Regions from separate parts of the Gasterosteus aculeatus genome. Here region 2 is linked to region 1. The links are chromatin contacts, called in public Hi-C maps. All regions are on one chromosome and are shown on one strand. Each heading gives the region's core, a stretch centred on a gene start, on an enhancer-like site or on the middle of the called end of the contact. The rest is flanking DNA. Distances are from core to core; before and after follow the strand shown.

Region 1 (3,587 bases), core at 261-2,760:
TATAATATGTATACTTGTTGCCTTACCTTTGGTCCACGGGGGCCGGGGGGCCCTGAGGGACCCTAGAATGGGGCACACACAGGATCCTAATAAGCACTGTTTTTATCATAATCAATGGAGGTAAAATGAAAACACACACACACACACACACATACCTTTGGTCCTGGTAAACCTCTGTTACCCATCCATCCCGGATTTCCCTGAGACCCCTGACAAAAAAAAAAGAAGTATTGCAACAACAGAAACTGTATTTATGGATCAGACAATAGATGAACCCCGTTGTCTGATCATGTCTCATGAAAAGCATTGGATAGTTGGATTAATGTGCTTTACAAATATTCCGTTGAGTCCTGGTGTGCCCGGATCTCCCTGTGGAGAGATGGTCAGAGAGTCATGAGGTTAATAATATATATATATTTATTTATTTATGTATTTATATAGTATAGAGTTTCATTAAAGCAATATCAAGTTGCTTATGCAATTTAATGGAGCCAGGAGTTCTTCAGAAGAAAACCCAAGAGAGGTTTTCACTCCTCCTCCTCACCCTGAAGCGCCTCATGAACACACTGACGTCCAGAGAGTCTCCCTTCTGTCCCTTCCAGCCCGATTGTCCCTGAGGGATGAAAACAAAAAAAGAGAGAGAGCCTTTAATGGTCACTTCGGAGAAACAAACACTACATATTTACATGTATGTGACTATCCTCCGGTCGTTGCACTTACAATTAAACCAGGTGAGCCATTATAGCCGGGTGGCCCCGGTAACCCTGAATCGCCCTTCGTCCCGTTACAGCCGTCCGCACCTGGCTTCCCCCTGGGTCCGGCTTGTCCCGGGTGGCCCTGCGGAGCCAATGTGCATTCAGAACAGGCAGTAGCTACACACGGCAGGTGGAGTCACTACAGCGAGCCGCTGGGGCACCGGCCTGCTGGATGGACTTACGGGGATGCCGTCGTTTCCAGAGAATCCAGGAACACCGGCATTTCCCTGAGGAGCGATGACCACCACACAGTAAACAAGAGAACCAGAGCGTCGTGACTTTTAACAAGTAGATTAACCAGAGAAGGATACTTTACCACGGCGCCTTTTGGACCTATGATGCCGCTACGGCCGCGGTCACCTTTCTGCCCCTTTGGGCCTTCAATCCCAAAATCCCCCGGTCTCCCTGGAGGGCCGTGGGGGCCCTGAGGGCCGAGAGGGCCAGGGTGACCCTGAGATTAGAGAGGAAGATAAGAATACACCTATTAAACTTTGTATTTCATCCAAATGAACTGCTTTGGTGATATGAGGGGTTAGAAAAAAGAAAAATATAGAAGAGAAGATTTGAAAAGTGTTATCAACACAACATAAGAATCCCATCAATGCAATAAGAAGTAGACACACCTGTGTATTTCTTTGATATATTTAAGGCTAATTCCATCTAATCTCCAAATGTCTGCTTGTAATGTGGGATCGCATCACAAGAGGGAGACAAACGCCTTTATTTCTAGTTTATTTCTAAATCTTCTCCATCAGCGCTCCACCCTCTCTACACCCATCCAGTGGTCAAACAGTATACTGTCAGGATAAAGAACTGACTGCCAGAATCAGACATATAAAAACCAACAAAGCGATGCAACTAAATACATAAATGCAACCAAACAGAAACATCTTGAGTAAATATTTAAGTCCAAAAAATCTTTTCGTCTTTTAGATATTCTTGGTTTTAGAATCATTTGCATGCTGAATTTGTTTCCCCCCTTCCTCTTAAACGCAGCTGAAAGATTATTTAAGAGCCCAGAACACAAATGTTGGCGGTGACAAGATGAAGTTAAGGTGGATAAAGCCAGAACTGCCGTTAAATATCCCATTTAGTTAAGGCTGTTAAAAGAAGATTTTGATAGCTGACTGTTTTAAACTACAGACAGACCCTTAATCCGCTAGCTAAATATAGCAACTTGATTAAGATACTCCGAGTGATGAAGGACAGAAGACAGGAGCAGAGCAGATAGGAAGAAGGAAAATGTTTCTCCAAACCAGACCTGATTTTTCTACATCAGGTTTGTATCTGCTATTAGACAGCTTTGCGTGGTGTGTGAGGACTTGGCAGTAACGTGTGCGTCCTCTCTTCACCTTCGCCACCAAAATCACTTCCGCGTGTTTCCGTTGTTGAAAAGGAGGGCAGGGAGGGGTCAGTGCCATTGTGGTGTGTGGCGACAAGGAACAGGTGCCTCAAACACACACACACACACACACACACACACACACACACACACACACACACACAGTATGTATACAAGTATATCTCCATGTTGAGGGTATCATTTACATCTCCAGAGGACTGGACCTGACCAGTGAGGAGGCGCGAGGGGGGCTGACATGATACAGGCGGTGGTGGGGGGGCAACAGAATAACATAATAAAGTCTTGAGCTCAAAGATACCGCGGGAGGCCCGACCGTGTTCCTGTGAGAACCAACAAACAGAGTGACGTGGTCATTCCTGTGTTTGCGGTACTTGCGCGTGGTGGTCGGGGCTTTGTCTATGGGTGGCTTTATGAAACAGGAGGTGTGTGTTTTGTCTTCATCTCGGTCCTGCAGCTGTTGCTTAGAGAGCAGACAACCGTCCTGTCAAAACAAATACAACTTTGCCCGAGTGATGGGAGGCGTTTCATGCGGGCCGGGAAGTTTTCCACCATAACTTACAGCTCACGATATGTTAACATCATTATGATTTGCCTACAAAGCTTTAAAACCGAGCCTTTCTGGAAAACTGAGATAAAGATACTGTGGACCACACAGTGTTCAATAATTATAAGCGAATAAATTATTTGCACTGTCTTGCCAAGATTATAGAACAACTTAAAGCTACGGTTGGTGATCTTGATTTAAAAAAAACAGTGTTTTCAGCTAAAGTGGTGTAGTGGTTAGCACTCTCACCTCCCACACAGATGCCTCGGGTTGAAGTAAGTAGCAGAATTCAGTGGCAAATGAAGTGAAGTCTTATTATAGTCTTGCGACAGGTACCACATGTTTTGGCAAAACGGTTTCCTTTGCAATGAACGTTCGTGTTCTTCGAAATGCCCCAAGCCACATTAGCGTAGGTGAACTCCACCAATACACTTACAATTCAATCATTCATCCTAACAAAGAGGAAATATCAAAGTAATAAATCAACAGAGGGGAGTGGAACCACAGTGACAGCGAGAGGAGCGCTCTAAGTCATGTGCATGTGTGCAAGTGTGCGTGAATGTGCATGCGTAAGAGATTCCTATCTGAAGCACTTCGATGGTAAATGATATGCACTGGTCTTTACCTGTCTGCATGGCTTAACCAAAGAGCTGATTAATACCAGTCTGCTCTAAAAGCTGATAGCAGGGGAGACGCTTTTAAGTGCATACTTGTGTGTGTCGGTGTTGAACAAACAGCTACATATGCCGTATGTACTGTAAACATTCAAAATCTAAAAGGTACAGGTTTTATCAGATATAAAATCACAAGCTCATGAAAAAGGCCCCCATGAGTAAGTTTTCAGAAAAACGACCCCCCTCAATCATTACCTGTGACCCACAACGAGTGCGTGTCTGTACCTGCAGCGACGCCGTCCTCCCTCTCA
Region 2 (3,766 bases), core at 668-3,167, 40 kb after region 1:
TCTGTGTTGCGTAATTCTTTTTTAACAGGGTAACATTTTATTCACATTCACATAAACACTGACAGCGAAGGATTACGAGCGGCTATCAAGATGACCCCTTCTATTGAAAACTGTTTGAACGTCCAAATCCCCTGTAATTGTCTGGCCAGAGGTTACAGGTCATCAGGATGAGCGTGAGAGGCCCATTTGTTACTGGTCAGGATGGGATGCAGATGGACGAGCTGATTAAGGAAGGTTAGGGACCTTTGTAATCCAAGGCAGGATTATTCCACTGGGTCTCTTAGAGGCATTAAGGTGGAATTTGCCCTAAAAGCAATTGAGTGTTTTGTGTTGTTCATGATAACCAAACCATTGTCAAGAAATATAATGCTAGTGATTCAGTGAATTAGTTGAATTTTTCATGCTCCTTTTCTTCAGTCTAAACAGCTGTATCATAGCAATCACACGCACAGTGAGGAACAAGCAGGGAACAGTTTCCTGAGCTCCCTTCCAACAGCTGCATTTGTCCAACTCGCTCTTGGAGATCACTCGATTCCAGAGTTTTTATGGACAGACACAGACAAACATTGAGCAAACAAGCAAATATTGAGAAATAGTCTGAAACAATTCTCCCATTTGTTGAGTTAATTTAGCCCGAGAGTCTTCCTGGTTGGACTGTTGATACGGCTGCTTCTGATCTGCTAAAGCGGGCTGCACACTTCTCTTTGCATGTCCGCTCACATGTTGAACAACTTCTGCAATCCTAGAGGATGAGCTTTGGTCTGCAGCTCTGTCCGTGGTTGCCCATGTTAGGCTCCACTGATTTACATAGACGAGTGCTCACGTGAGGTTTATTGAGCTCAAGTAAAGCGTCGACCTGCATGACGATGATAAGCGGGTGATGATGCTGCTGTTTTCTAAAAACTACTAGACCCCATCTCTCCAGAGCCATGCACTTACAGCTGCTCCGGTCTTCTGGTCCCACATTTGCTGACAGGCAACTTTAACCTGGTCACACATGATCATGCTTGAGCGATTGGCTAGTGGGTTTGTTCATTGCGTGTGTGTGTGTGCGTGTGTGTGCGAATAGCTACTTTCCTACACATCATTTGCCGTAAGCATTTGCTCACGCATTGTTAGCATTAAATATTAGCTTCACTCATCAGATATGCATGCGTGTGTAGCAGATGCAGCTGATTTAGGTTAAAGAACCCACACGGTGGTGGTAATGAAAACCTGCTGCCTGCAGCCAGAACAGACATGTTTTACATCTTTCCAGTATTTCTCAGCAAACGAGCGCTACAGGACTCTCTAAATAAAGGACACAGAAAACGTAGCCCTGTGTTATTGCCGGACGTTGTATAATATGTGTAGGAATCTCAACTTGTCCTTTTGCTTCTCCGCAGCATTCACATGTAACCCAGTAACACCACCAACATGTTATCTTTTTTCAAATATGAACCTATTTGTGTGAATTTAATGACAAGCTAATTCTCTCCATCTCCTCTGGGGGATTGCCGTGTCGCTGTATTCATAACTAGAATGATAGTTATTATAATCATTTCTTAGATTAATGTTATAATTTGATTGCTGTTGAAGCATATATTTAATTATTACCACTGAAAAAAGTGCTCTACATGTTTTGTTTTTCCCCTGGACCAATTTGGTTGTAATATACAGCATACGCCTGGATTTCTTTACCTGCTGCCATTACATCCGTCTTCCATTTTGATGTCACTTTATGTATTTATTTTTGTCACATTTATTCACTAATACATTTTTAAAAAGAAAGGACAAGAAAAGGTTCCTCTTAACTCTGTATCTGTCTTGGCGTTTCATAAAAATGTTTCACATCGTAGCATTCCAGTTGGTGCATGTGCTGCTCACCCACACAGACCCACACGCGCGCTGTTTACGGAGCAACTTGCACCAGGAGACGTGTCTTCCAAGTATGGCAGTCAGACAGAAAATTCCCCTCCTCCACTTCTATTCTCTCGAGCCAGCCTCTCAGTACCACAGAAGGCCAGGAATGCCAGAGCAGCACAGTCTGAAATAACTTAGCGATCCTCCCCCCACTCGTTTTTTATTATTTTATTATTTTTCTAATTATTTTCTTCCTCCTGTTTCAGTGAATGCAGCCCAGGACAGTTTGTGGGGACAGCGTAGTTGCGATCAGTAGCACCTGAGCTACTGATCCAGTAGATTATATGTCATGAGTATCAGCTGAGTAGTACAATTCAACTTGCACTGTTGCACATGTGTATATGTTGCTGCTAAATTTACTACGCGGTCTTGTATTACCTGTATCTTAGCTTGCTCCATAACTGTCCCATTTGGTGTTGCTTAATGGGCCCTTATCGGCCGGAGCATGTCTTTACGGGGTGTCTTGTGCAGGGTTAAACCGCTCAGACCAACAAAGGACACAGAGGCTTGTCAAAGTCACTTCAACAAACATCGGTGAGAAAAGGAAAGAAAAAACCTCCACCGGTTATTTCAGCGGGATTTGTTTTTGTGAAATGTTAAATTTAACATCGTTGCACAATATTGTGCTGGTAACAAAGCCATCGCATCGTAGTCATTAAGAGTAATTGGATCAGCCAACTGGCCGTCAACCCAAACAGCCCATCGTCCAAAACATAGACCCCAAACTACGTGATGCAACAATATGGCCACAATAATACCTCTGCTCACATGAGCAGGCTGGTTTTGGAGTCATGACCGTATAAAGTAAACCGGATATATTATTGGCTGAATGTCACATGGAGCCAAATGTACACGGTACTCTGACCCATCACATCTAACGTTCCTATAGAGCAAACACACCAGCGTTCCTTTAACCTCTGCCTCCCTCAGTACTGGGCTCATGGCCGCTTTCATGACCTGTTGATTTAAATAGAGGCTATTCAAGTATGCCTGCTGGGATGACACCTTCCTCAATATGAACCGCTGGTAAAAATCTTTTTGGGCCAGTTTGTATCACGTGACTGATCCACCAGAGGTAAATCCACACATGATCCAGGAGCAATTCGGAGATTCATCTTTGAGCTTTACACCATGGCAAGATTCAGAGTGACTCTGGGCCATTTGGGCTGTTCTTGCAGCTAAAACAAAACCATTAAGCAAAACCTCCAAGAAAGTAATCATGTGACTGACAATACGGTTGCAAAGGCGGTTGCATGAAACTGTTAATTGCTGAAGTTTAGTGGGGATAGAACCCCCTCTGGGGGTCAACAGATTTGGGCATACTTTAGCCCTCCTTGTACCTGGCATTGTACCGTTGCTCACTGTAACTATTTGTATCAGTTTGGTGCTGGGTGCAACTCACATTGCGTTCATCAAAGCTTCCTTTCATCAGCACCAGCCCTCTCACTCTCTTGGCGTTCACACAGGACTCTTGTTAAGCTGCCAATAGACTCTGTAAGAAATGCTTGGTTTGTGGAAGAATGTAGGCGCAACAGATCTCCAGAATAAAAAGTAAGTAAGCTGATCTGGTTTCCCCCTCAGGGAAACTCCTATCAGCAGGGAAGGAAGACTCCTCTCTCAGCGGAAGAGATAAACCTTGTTCTCTGTTTATATAGATTTTGAGGTTGCCGGCTCAGGAAAACAGCTTTTCCCCTGAAAACAACAACAAAAAAGAGCACCGTTTTTTAGCATTTATGTAACTTTCTAACATAGGCTGATGTCAGTTCCTTAACGGTACTAATCTTGTGAACAAAGTGGCTACTTCCTATAGTCTTACCGTGCAAATGTGAGCATAAGTGTTTTGTATGTCACGAATCTGCATAAT

What was found. A called contact is a pair of places that touch in the nucleus more often than the background predicts.
Region 2: a Hi-C map of liver shows a contact between it and region 1, with 2.7 times the contacts expected there. The contact joins two enhancer-like sites. A contact is called at or near these places in 5 of 6 Hi-C or Micro-C datasets (liver, skeletal muscle, tail fin and 1 more).

The regions. Positions count from the first base shown.
Region 1 is chr16:8,320,236-8,323,822 of fGasAcu3.hap1.1, forward strand. It overlaps col4a2 (collagen, type IV, alpha 2), which reads right to left. Exons shown (of 47, transcript XM_040201011.2): 5 at 1,072-1,206; 6 at 938-982; 7 at 721-837; 8 at 545-613; 9 at 334-369; 10 at 156-209; 11 at 27-62. Among protein-coding and RNA genes, the nearest start is that of rab20, 21 kb to the left of the region's middle. Within about 2 kb of position 1,511, at least 4 of the 9 cell types and tissues checked have open chromatin away from gene starts, as enhancers often do. A contact at or near this core is called in liver, where this site is marked.
Region 2 is chr16:8,359,649-8,363,414 of fGasAcu3.hap1.1, forward strand. The region is part of intron 1 of col4a1 (collagen, type IV, alpha 1); the gene reads left to right. Among protein-coding and RNA genes, the nearest start is that of col4a1, 9.2 kb to the left of the region's middle. Within about 2 kb of position 1,918, at least 2 of the 9 cell types and tissues checked have open chromatin away from gene starts, as enhancers often do. A contact at or near this core is called in liver, where this site is marked.